Linked DNA regions of Hordeum vulgare: region 1 is linked to region 2. The links are chromatin contacts, called in public Hi-C maps. All regions are on one chromosome and are shown on one strand. Each heading gives the region's core, a stretch centred on a gene start, on an enhancer-like site or on the middle of the called end of the contact. The rest is flanking DNA. Distances are from core to core; before and after follow the strand shown.

Region 1 (5,704 bases), core at 2,581-5,080, 430 kb before region 2:
AGTTTTATAGGATTAAAATATAGAAATTAAATTAACTTGCACTCCCATCACATACACCATTCCTACAAGGATTGGCGGTTAAGTTTTGCATACCAAAGAATAGATTTATACCAATAAGGATTCATTTCCAGTTATGAATTTTTATGCTCCATATTATGTTCAATATCATGAAATTTTATTTCAAAAGGGCAATCTTGTGCTAATAATAAATTATCAAAGGTGGTGTGCTGTGTGCCAGTTTACTGCTAAGTAGACAATAGGTTGATACTCAGATTGATACTTCTCTGGAAAGGCACGGACATGGCAAACTTCCGAACATGTCTTCAATGGATATCATCAAAATATAAGTGACTCGGAGCTGCGTTAAGAAATTACATGCGTATGATGCGCCACCAACACGAGGAAAGGTAAACTATCTTCAAAACAGAATAATATCCGGTGCATGAGCAAAACTGCATCACCTCGTATGTAAGTCCATCAGCCAATGCTTGTATCCTGTCGATCCGCACACTTTTCCCAGAAAACTTGGAGAAGGTAGGATCACCAGGCCGGGATTTCAAAGAAACAGTAATACTGCAGCCATCCTCACCAAGATTATGTATAAAGCCTTGCACACAAGAAGTGCCAACCTCGCCCTGGTTATTGCATGTCCTCACACAAACCATGTCCCCAGGGGACAGTGTTGATGGAGGCAGTTTATGGGTGCCTTCCACTCTAAACAGAACCAAACGTAGGCCTCCCAAGCCTGCACGCAATAAGATATTTAGCTCCATGAGCATGTCTTATCAATTGTTCACTGTTTACATCATGTAGCAACTTCAAGTATCAGGAACTTTTAGCTAAAAGAATATACATTATTTATGTATACATGCCTGCTTAAATACACAAGGACCTTCAGAAGCATATCTTACTACATTCTTAACCAATTAGAGGAACACACGTTGTGACAAACATCATACCCCTAACGATGTATAATTGCATTTACTAACCCAACTAACATACAAAAGAAGTAAGCACACTAACCAGTTGAGGTACTGATAACATTCAAGTTGCAAACGGTGTCACACTGCTCTTGTTCCGCCTGACCATGACTCACCAAATACTCGACTGGCTTGAGTGGCTGCTTTGCTGCACCATCCGTTGTTGGGATGGCATTCAACTCTTCCTGGGTGAATTCCAGCTCTGCATCTCGCTCGATGTTTAGAAGGTCTGACATTTTCTTGACAAAGTCTTCGATTTTGGTCTGCATCAGCCTTGTCTTGTCGAGGCTTATGCCAAGGAGATTGTGCATCGCAGGAACTTTAGGTTTGCGGGCACCTTGCCGATGCTGGGCAGACTTAGCTAATTTTTTCAGAAGCATCCAGGATTCCGTGGAGCGCCAATCAGAAATACGGCCCTGGTTCTGGTGTTTCAACAAGACCTCTCGGAGTTCACGTTGGAAGTGGTCAAAGAGGGTGGGGTAGTGGGTGGAGGCTTTGAGGCAGAGAGCTTCATGTCCCTTGGGCATGGGAGTGGCAGAGAGGTAAGGCTGTGCCAGAATCATAAACTCCAGGCTGCCTTCAGATGACCCCCCATCCAATGAGAATGCTGCTCCATCATTCTGCACTTCCGTGGAAGCAAATGTGGAGGCCATTGAGCACATGCCCAGCTTTAGCCATTGCATCACACACCGGCCCAGCTCCTTTCGCCCAAGGGGGTCACCACTTTCATAGGCCTCAGCTATTCTGATGGACACTTCTTCTGCAGATGGTACACATTCCTTTTCTTCTTTTGCTGTCTCCTTCCTCTTTCTCCTGCTTCTCCTTCCCTTGTTTCTGTTTCCATCACTGCTGGTGCCATTAGGAGTTGTCGAATGAGAATCAGGTGGCAATAGTACTTGTTCTGTAGGGCCTGCAGATGGGACCAATCGGAGATGACCTTGCTGTAAAAAAGAGATGGGAGCAGAACTAGTGCTGGACAGGAAAGATGGCGATGAAAGTATCTTCAGTTCTCTCCTGCTTGGGTGTAGCACAGTAGCAGAAGAAGAAAATAAGAACCTAAAAGACAGAATATGAAGAGACATGCTCAGCCCAGGAAAACTAGCAATGGAGGCAACATGAAAGAAGAAACGAAATCACTGCCAGAAGAAGAACTGATTATGCAGATATTAACAAGCTACATAGACATGCGAGGTCAGGACTGAGGATTGCTCACTGATATTTAGCATGCTTCATGGCCATGGTAGAGACCTGCGAGTTGTGGTGAAGGCAGTGCTACGTGACCTTCAAGGCTTGAAGCCATACATATATCCGACTATTACTCCAGATTTAAACCACTTCCGTGTCTATTCACCCTGCTAGGTTGCACATCTCCGATGTACACTTTGTTTCCAGCTACTCCTCAAATGGACATATTACTCCCATGGCCTTTGAAGCTCCTAAAAGTTCAGTTCTGATCCACCAACTTCCCTTCTTTTCTTTTTTCAATTATCCACTGTACTCAATTGGAAAAACTAGCACCACATGTTAGGATACCACATATATCCTTCTATACCTGCTGAATTCAGCAATCACTTAGCATTCCATTTTTTTTTCAGATACAAACTTGTCTTTCTGGATCCGAGCAGGTAACAAGTTCCTGCTACCGCCTTCTCACCATGGCATCAAGCAAAGTCTGAAAAATCTCAATACCAGACAGGGGCAGCTTGATTTCCATGTCAAGTTTCTTCTTAGCTGGCTCTGCAGCTTGCTGACCCATCCCCATGCAAAGAACCAGGACAGGACTCTGATATTTGCATGAAAATATTAGCAAACAGAGGTATATGTAAAAGTAAAGCCAAGACTTGACTGATTTTCTGTAAATTTGGTGCCTTAGCTTGGCCTGTGTACTTGTGGAGATGATGATGCTACGTTGCCTTCTGGCACAACACATATATATCTGCTGATATTTAACACGTCTGATTCTTTTCCATCCTGTAGGCACCACTGGGCAGATTGCATAATTTTGCTTGTGTGGCTCTGACCCTCTCTACTTGTCCCTCTCTTTAGTGGTTCCCTTTTTCTCATCCACTCTTCAAACCAGACAGCCTGGACCAGTCCGTTTGACAAGAGCACCAGATGGCAAGTTTGGAAATCCCAAGTTGGCGTGCAGTCATCAGCTCCAGGTAAGCTAGCTAATACCACTTCAGCTTTCTAGGAATTACCAAGCCAAGCCAAACCATGGCAAGGTCAGGAAGACAGTCCAGTGTCTACCTAGTCCACCCCAGCTTGCCTGAGCAGTGCGGCGGTTGTGGGCAACGAAGCTCCGGCCTCGAAAGGTCTGGCACGGCAGAGCCTGCGGAGTGGTTTCACGGAGTAGGCATTTCGTCGAGCAGGTGGAGCGCGAGGTCGGAGAAAGCACGGGTGCGTCCGTTCATCGCAGGCGCACAACATCAAGGTCGCCGCGGATGCGTGCCACTTGCGGGAGAGGTGCATGGATCCCCCTTGAGGGCCCGGAAGTAGTAGAGGTGTTGGCCGCAATGAGCCGTGACGGCGCGGCGGTCGAGCAGGTGGTGCGCGTGGAGGTCACGCCTTGTGCTGACGTGGGATACGGCGGCGGTGGAGACGCCAAAATGTCGGCGGGGCACGGATGTAGTCAGGCGGTCGTCGTGTCGCCGGCACCGGCGAGATAGAGGAGATGATGCCTTGTTCCGACAGGGTGGAACTTGACGACGCGGGGTGCTTCAGTGGTGGAGATGTGGGCCATACGGACCGGCCCGACACTTTATGACACGTCCGTCAAGGCATGAATATTAGTCGGATGGTTTGTGTCGGTCCACGTACGCAGCTTTCACGTATTTGCATGGTACAGGAGTTATACGGACCGGTCCGTTGATATGTTCACTTCGATTTTTGGATCGATTTTGAACTGTTTTTAGGTTGATTTTGATCTGTTGAGCTATATATATATATTAAAAATTTAAACGGGTCGTGTCGTGTTGGTGGCGTGCCCAGCCTTCAGGCTCAGGCACGGCCTGAGGCGGGCTACTTGTCTAGCGCGGCTCGTTTAGGTCGTGTCGTGCCGGCATGCTCGTGGGCTGGCCTGTTTAGGCCGGCCCGTTTGGCCAGCTATGGATGGATCCGGCCACGGACTAGCTAGCAAGCTAGCTAGCTAGCTAGCTCCTGGATCTGGTCGGCCACAAACGAGCTAGGTTCTGTTGGAAACATGCCCTAGAGGCAATAATGAAGAGGTTATTGTCATATTTCCTTGTTCATGATAATCATGTATTATCCATGATATAATTGTATTGATTGCAAACTGAGATACATGTGTGGATACATAGACAACACCGTATCCCTAGTGAACCTCTACTAGACTAGCTCGTTGATCAAAGATGGTTAAGGTTTTCTAACCATAGACATGAGTCGTTATTTGATAATGGAATCACAACATTGAGAGAATGATGTGATGAACAAGACCCAACCGTAAGCATAACATTTGATCGTATCATTAAGTTTATTGCTACTCCTTTATGCATGTCAAGTATCTATTCCTAAGATCATGAGATCATGCATCTCCGTGACACCGGAAGAATGTCTTGTGTGTATCAAACGTCACTTCGTAACTGGGTGGTCATAAGGATGCTCTACAGGTATCTTCGAGGGTGTCTATTGGATTGGCATGGATCGAGACTGGGATTTGTCACTCCGTATGACGGAGATGTATCTTTGGGCCCTCTCGTTAATACAACATCACAAGAAGCTTGCAAGCAATGTTACTAAGGAGTTAGTCACGTGATCTTGTATTATGGAACAAGTAAAGAGACTTGCTGATAACGAGATTGAACTACGCATGGAGATACCGACGATCGAATCTCGGGCAAGTAACATACCGATAGCAAAGGGAATTGCATATGGGATTGACCGAATCCTTGGCATCGTAGTTCGACCGATAAAGATCTTCGTGGAATATGTAGGAACCAATATGGACATCCAGGTCCCGCTATTAGTTCTTGGCCGTAGAGGTGTCTCGGACATGTCTGCAAAGTTCTTGAACCCGTAGGGTCCACATGCTTAACGTTCGATGACGATATAGTATTATTGAGTTATATATGTTGGTAACCGAATGTTGTTCGGAGTCTTGGATGAGATCCGGGACATGACGAGGAGATTTGGAATGGTCTGGAGGTAAAGAATGATATATGGAAAGTTCCATTTTGGTGACCAGAGAGATTTAGGGCATCACCGGCAGAGTACTAGGAGTGTCAGAAGGGTTCTGAGGTCCGCCGGAAGGGGCCCACCTGCCCCGGAGGAGCCACATGGTATGAGAAGGGTGCGCACCAGCCCCTGATGGGTTGAGCGCCCATCTCCACCTAGTCCCATGCGGCGGGGCTGGTGGAAGGCTAACCCTAGGGGTGGTGCCACCCTAACTTGGGTGGCAAGCCACCTCCTAGGCCGCCGCCCCTCCTTTTGGAGGCAGTCCTAGGGACGGACACCTCCACCCCTCCCCCTATATATATGAGAGGAGAGGGAGGGTAGACAAAGACCAAGACTTTGGCGCAGCCCTCCCTCTCTCTATATATATATATATCATTTTCTCCTCCATTCGTGTCTATGGCCTCGCTTAGCGAAGCCCTGCTGAGATAGCACCACCATCATCGTCACCACGTCGTCATGTTGCCGTACAACTCATCTACTACTCTTCCCTTGCTCGTTGGATAGAGGAGGCGGAGACATCATCGAGCTGT
Region 2 (5,278 bases), core at 2,444-4,943:
CGAGTGTTGCGTGAGGAATGTGTGTCCTTGGCTCAAGGAGAATACGGTAAGGACTGTGTGTCCTCGGACTGTGCGTCCTTTGGTTTAAATACCAAGCCGCTCCAAACGAGACATAAGACCGTCATAGCAGTTGGAACTGGGTCATTAAACTAGTGTCTTCACCGAGTACCTAGTTCTGTTTCCTTAACACTTTCATTTCCTTAGTTGTATGTTGATGAAATTAATCGTTACTATTTGAAGAATTTGACTAAAGACTTCCACAATTTCCTCACCCGAAATTCTCCACTTCACTTGTTCTTCACCTACATATCCTGAACACGCTACTTGTGCAAACCAAATTTTCCGTTTCACTCTTAAGAGTATGTTATTGCTATTTTGCACTCTTGCCCGAGTACTTAATCCATTGCTCGCCATTCATGACTGAGGAATTTCCTCACAAGGAATTTCCTGAGTGACAAATTCATCAAAAGCGCCTATTAATCCCCCTCTAGTCGATATAACACACTTTTAGGTTCTCTATCACCTTTGCATCTAGGTTGCTTGACAAGTCAAGTTTCTCTTCAGTATCGTCGAAATGTCCTTTTGCTCGCCCTCTTCCGCAATTCATTTTCATTGGACTCTCTGATGTGTCATCCATATCTTCATCCTGGTCATCTAATCGCACATCATCCGAGGAGCATGTTTTGGGCTTGTTCTCGTCTCTTGTAAGTCCTACACATCGCCCCCACCTTCGGTACCACGGTAGTTCTCGCGTCGTGGTGTAGGACATCGCATCCGAATCTTTGAGAGACTAGGAGACTCCTCTTTGTAGCTTTCATACATTCACCATACTTAATCTGATTCTGACTGTGGATGTCGTCATTGCGTTCCCCGAGGATATTCCCCATGATTCCACATACCTTCATAGAAGAAGCCAATGGTCTCATACTTCATCACATGCATGATCCTTTTCTTGTCGTTCATGTTTAGGGGTGCATATCTAACCAGCGGCTCAAACATGTTAATTTTAGCTCTCATCGGGACATAATTACCCTCGTAGGATTCATATCTACATACGCTCTTCACATGGTCTATCCTTCTAGCCGAATGCTTAACTATGGTGGGTTCCGGTACATGTCGAGGATGTCATGGATTTGGGCCGAGACATACACCGTGTCTAGATTGATATCGGCTGGTTTACCCTTCCCATCATACTCCTCAATCACCACCATGAGCCCTCTGAAGATCCATGTTCCTTGGTGCATCACCCTATTATTCAGTATCCTAGGAAAAAAAGTAGGATCACAAACATATTATCATCCACCTCACGGATCTCCGGACTGTAAGCCTGCCGCCTAGAAAACTTCATCGTATCCTTAAAAACATGAGCACTCAAAGACTACCTTGTGTTAACCTTGGCCACCACCAGCCACCTAGTCACTTGTTGATCTCATCTTCCTCGATGAACACACCATCCTATTCTGCCTCTTTGAGCTTCATGCTCCTCTCGAGATCAATCACCCTTGCTCTTCATTTTGTCCTCCGTTGAGTAGCCTCATCTTGAAGATGACGCCGTCATTGGATCCCGATCGCCAAAACCCTAGAAGGTCGAAGTGCAGCCGAGGCCGGATGAAAGGGCAAAGTCGACCCCTTGGTCAGCCCAAGTGCGCATGACTACAAAAAGGGATCGGGTGTCGGAATCGGGTATGCGAGATATTGGCACAACAAAATGGCAAACTCAACGAGAACGTTGTCGGAGTAAGAGAACCCACGTCGTCTAGGGTAGAGAAAACCTAGGGTCAATTCTTTTGAGGCTTATGGTTGGGTGCGAAAATAAGTTGCCCTCTAGTGGATGTGGAGTATTTGAGCTCGAGCTCAAATGAACCCGATCAACTATAAAAAAAATGAAAAATAAATAAATAAACTATTTTTTGTGATGAATTTTGATAAATTTTCTATGCGCTTACAATTTTTCAGCGTGATAACATTCCAGCAAGGCGTGACAAAAAAACGAAAACGATGTTGTGAAAATGCTACCTTTAAAAGCATTTTGAAACACTTATTTATTTTTTTGCCACGCCTTCCACAAATTTGATCTCATGATAAAAAATTACAAACACTTAAAACATTTGTGAAAGTATACCACAAAAAAATCAGATTTTTTTGAACATTTTTAAAATTTATTTCGAATTTACTGTTCATCTAGGCTCAAATGAGCTCGAGCTTAAAAGGATACCTTCCTCGTGTGGTCAGCTTACTACAGAAGTTCAATCTGTTTTTTAAAGCATAATTTAGGGCAAAACGGGCCCTAGGCTTTGGAAACATTTGCTCCCGTTGGTTGGAGCTATACCTGGCCATGGACAGCCCGACCCGGATGGCCCGATTTGACCCGGCCCGAAAATCCTAGGCCGGTCCGGGCCTAATCGTCTCATCAGGCACGGCTCAAGCCCAGAAATTAGGCCCGACAAGCGGGCGAGGCATGATTTGGGCTTGACGAAAACTGAATTTTAGTCGTAGTCGGGCAGGGCGGTCGGGCCATGTCACGCTTTTTCGGGCTCGAGCCGAGTTCAAACCCGATTTACTAGGCCCGACAATCGATCTCGGCCGAGCCCAGACCTGGTTTTTTAGAAGCGAGCTTTTTTAGCCCGGCACGACCCGGGATATGCCCACGTACACTTGGAGCTCATGCGTGGGGGAATTTCCTATTCGTCGCTCATTGCGAAGTGGTGTTGGGGCTTCGCAAAGGATCCCGAGCGATCGTTTCAAGAGTGGGCCGACCCGTTTAACTGTTACAGCGCCCTAATTTTGGGAACGTTTTGAATTTTCAAAAAGTGCTTTCAAGTTCGATTATTTTTTGCTTTTTATAAAAATGCTCTGGATTTTCAAAAAAAATTGGATTTAGTAAAAATGTTCTAGGTTTTAGAAAAATGTTCAGGATTTTCAAAAATTGTTCTTAAAATTCGAAAAATGATTTTTATTTTTTAAAATATGTTCTAGATTTTCAAAAAATGTTCTGCATTCTCAAAAAACGTTTGACATTTTCAAAAAATGTTCTTCAAATACGAGAAATGTGTTTTATTTTTATAAAAAATGTTCTAAATTTCAAATAGTTGCCTTTTTTTGGAAATATTCATAACTTCAAAAAATGTTTAGGATTTTCCAAAAAATGATCGGTATTTTGAAGAAACGTTATTTAGAAAAAATGTTTGCTATTTTCAAAATTTGTTCGGTATTTTCAAGAAATGTTCAAAATATCAAAATTTCGTTCAATATATTAACTAAGTTTGTGTTCGAAAATTGTTCTTAAATGTCGAAAATTGTTCTTAAATTTCGAAAAATGTTCTTGCTTTTAAAAGATGTTCCAAATTTAAAATTTTATCATTTTTCAAACTATGTTCATAAGTTCAAAAAATGTTCTGGATTGTTATAAAATTTTCTTCAAGTTCTAAAAATGTTTTTTCTTCAAATACAAAAGTAAAAGGAAAAAGGAAAGAAAAAAGGAAATAAGCAGAAAAGGGAAAAAGTAATACTCCGTAGAAAAGAAAGGAAACAAAGCTGTGCCGGCCCAGTCGGGGCGGCCCCCCTGTGGGGCGCATGACTCCCTGCCGCAAAGAGCGGCAGGTAGGAGCTCCCGTGCCTGGGCTCGGTAGCAGTTCAGCCTGTCCGCGCATACTGCTCAGGCCTTAGCCCAAGTCCAAGCCAGCAACGAATAGCAGCTGCACGCCCTCACCCTTTGCGCCGCCTCCGCAAACGCCGGCGCCCGCACCCTAAGCCGCCGGCGACTAGACCAACGAACGTCGGCCTGCGTTGCGCCAACCCGGCACCTCCAAGCTGCCCTCCGGCGGCTAGTCCTGCACGGCTGCATCCTGGTCTGGCCAGCCACGATAGTCAGTAAAGTGCTCCCTTGAGCAGCAGCTCCTTTATTCCCCTCTCCCGCTGCCCCTCTCTCCCCTCCCATGGCGCCTCTTCTCCACTTCCCATATCACCTCTCTGTCCACCATGCCGCCTCCCCTCCCCTCCCCCTCTGCTGTAGTACGCCTTCTCCACAGCCAGCTTGTTCTCTCACGAAAACGTACAAATCGAGCAATCTCTCAAACCCCGAGTTTCCTTATGGGCTGCACAGAATCTGATCCTGTCTTCCATCTTGCAGGTCAGCTTGGAGCCGTAGGCAGGGTTTTGGGAGCAGATCAGATCAAGGCTGAGGTAATGGGCATCCAAAGATCAAATTTCGTTAAACTAAAAAATTGTCACGGTTTAAGTACAACAACGCTACATAATAATATTCTCTCAGTTGTGGCCACATTGTCGAAAACAACGAATCAAAAAGACCCAACAGGAATTGGAACTCACAGGTTGACTAGATTTCACGATGCAACTCCAACAGCAACCAAACAACAAAATTTGAGTCATAGCTCATTTCCATTTCAGGGCGTATTAGAAATTACCCTATGATTCCGAACTCCAATTCCATTCCCTGTATCCAAACAGAGCATGAATGCAGGGCATTGTTAAATTGCGAGCTGCCCACTAGTCTAGTGAATGCCCCATTAGATAGAAACAATCAGCTTTCCTTCCTGGTATGCAGTGGCATTTGGATTTTTCTTGGATATGTTGATTGCTGGTTCATGGTTGGCAGCATGGGACCTCCCCAGGTGATTCTGACGGCCCCCAACACTGTTGGAACAGGCAGTCCGCCGTTTTCTTCGTCTCCGGTTATGGCGCCATCGCCAGTTCTGCCTCTGCCACCCTAGGAACCGCTGCCACCACCTCCCTATTGACCTCTGCCACCCCCAGAGCTAGTAGTTTTTTTTAACCCGTTTCTTTTCCACTTTCTTCTGTTGCTACAACTTATAAAATAAGCTTAATCATTTTTTTTGCCTTCTGAAAACGTGAGTTGTTTGTTTCTCAACCTTAGCTTTGAATTGGTCACCATGGTGTGGGAGCTTACCGAGGTCCCTGGCAATCCAACTCCCCTCCAACACTCCACGGGTATCTCCTAATCTCCTTTAATTGCTCTTGTCGATTTTGTTTTTATTGTAGTTTCATTGATTTTTCCCGTCTTTTTTGCTTAATAGTTGATGTGGTGGCAGCGAACATTGTGCCCAAGGTAACAAATACTCTCATCAGGTAATAATGACTTCTTCTCTAAGTTGTTTTTACTCAAATGGTACATTTTAGTACTGTTAGGAATGTCAAACTACAGTTAACATGGTTTGATGTGGATAGTTGCGCAAACTATTCCTTGTTTTTTGAACAAATAGGTGAAAAGATCATATGGAGGTTTGAGGGTTGCTTTAAC

What was found. Hi-C and Micro-C count contacts between places; a contact is called where the count stands out from the background.
Region 1: a Hi-C map of seedling shows a contact between it and region 2, with 4 times the contacts expected there. The contact joins the promoter of LOC123395300 here to the promoter of LOC123396021 in region 2. A contact is called at or near these places in 3 of 6 Hi-C or Micro-C datasets (leaf and seedling) and 1 of 1 datasets of contacts at active chromatin or transcription factors (embryo).

Annotation. Positions count from the first base shown.
Region 1 is chr5H:354,871,704-354,877,407 of MorexV3_pseudomolecules_assembly, reverse strand. LOC123395300 (DNA-binding protein SMUBP-2-like) reads right to left here and starts at 3,830. Exons shown (of 7, transcript XM_045090283.1): 1 at 2,194-3,830; 2 at 1,024-1,890; 3 at 462-745. The coding sequence starts at 2,206.
Region 2 is chr5H:354,444,137-354,449,414 of MorexV3_pseudomolecules_assembly, reverse strand. LOC123396021 (tRNA-specific adenosine deaminase TAD3-like) reads left to right here and starts at 3,693. Exons shown (of 11, transcript XM_045091051.1): 1 at 3,693-3,866; 2 at 4,130-4,182; 3 at 4,895-4,968; 4 at 5,055-5,106. The coding sequence starts at 4,911.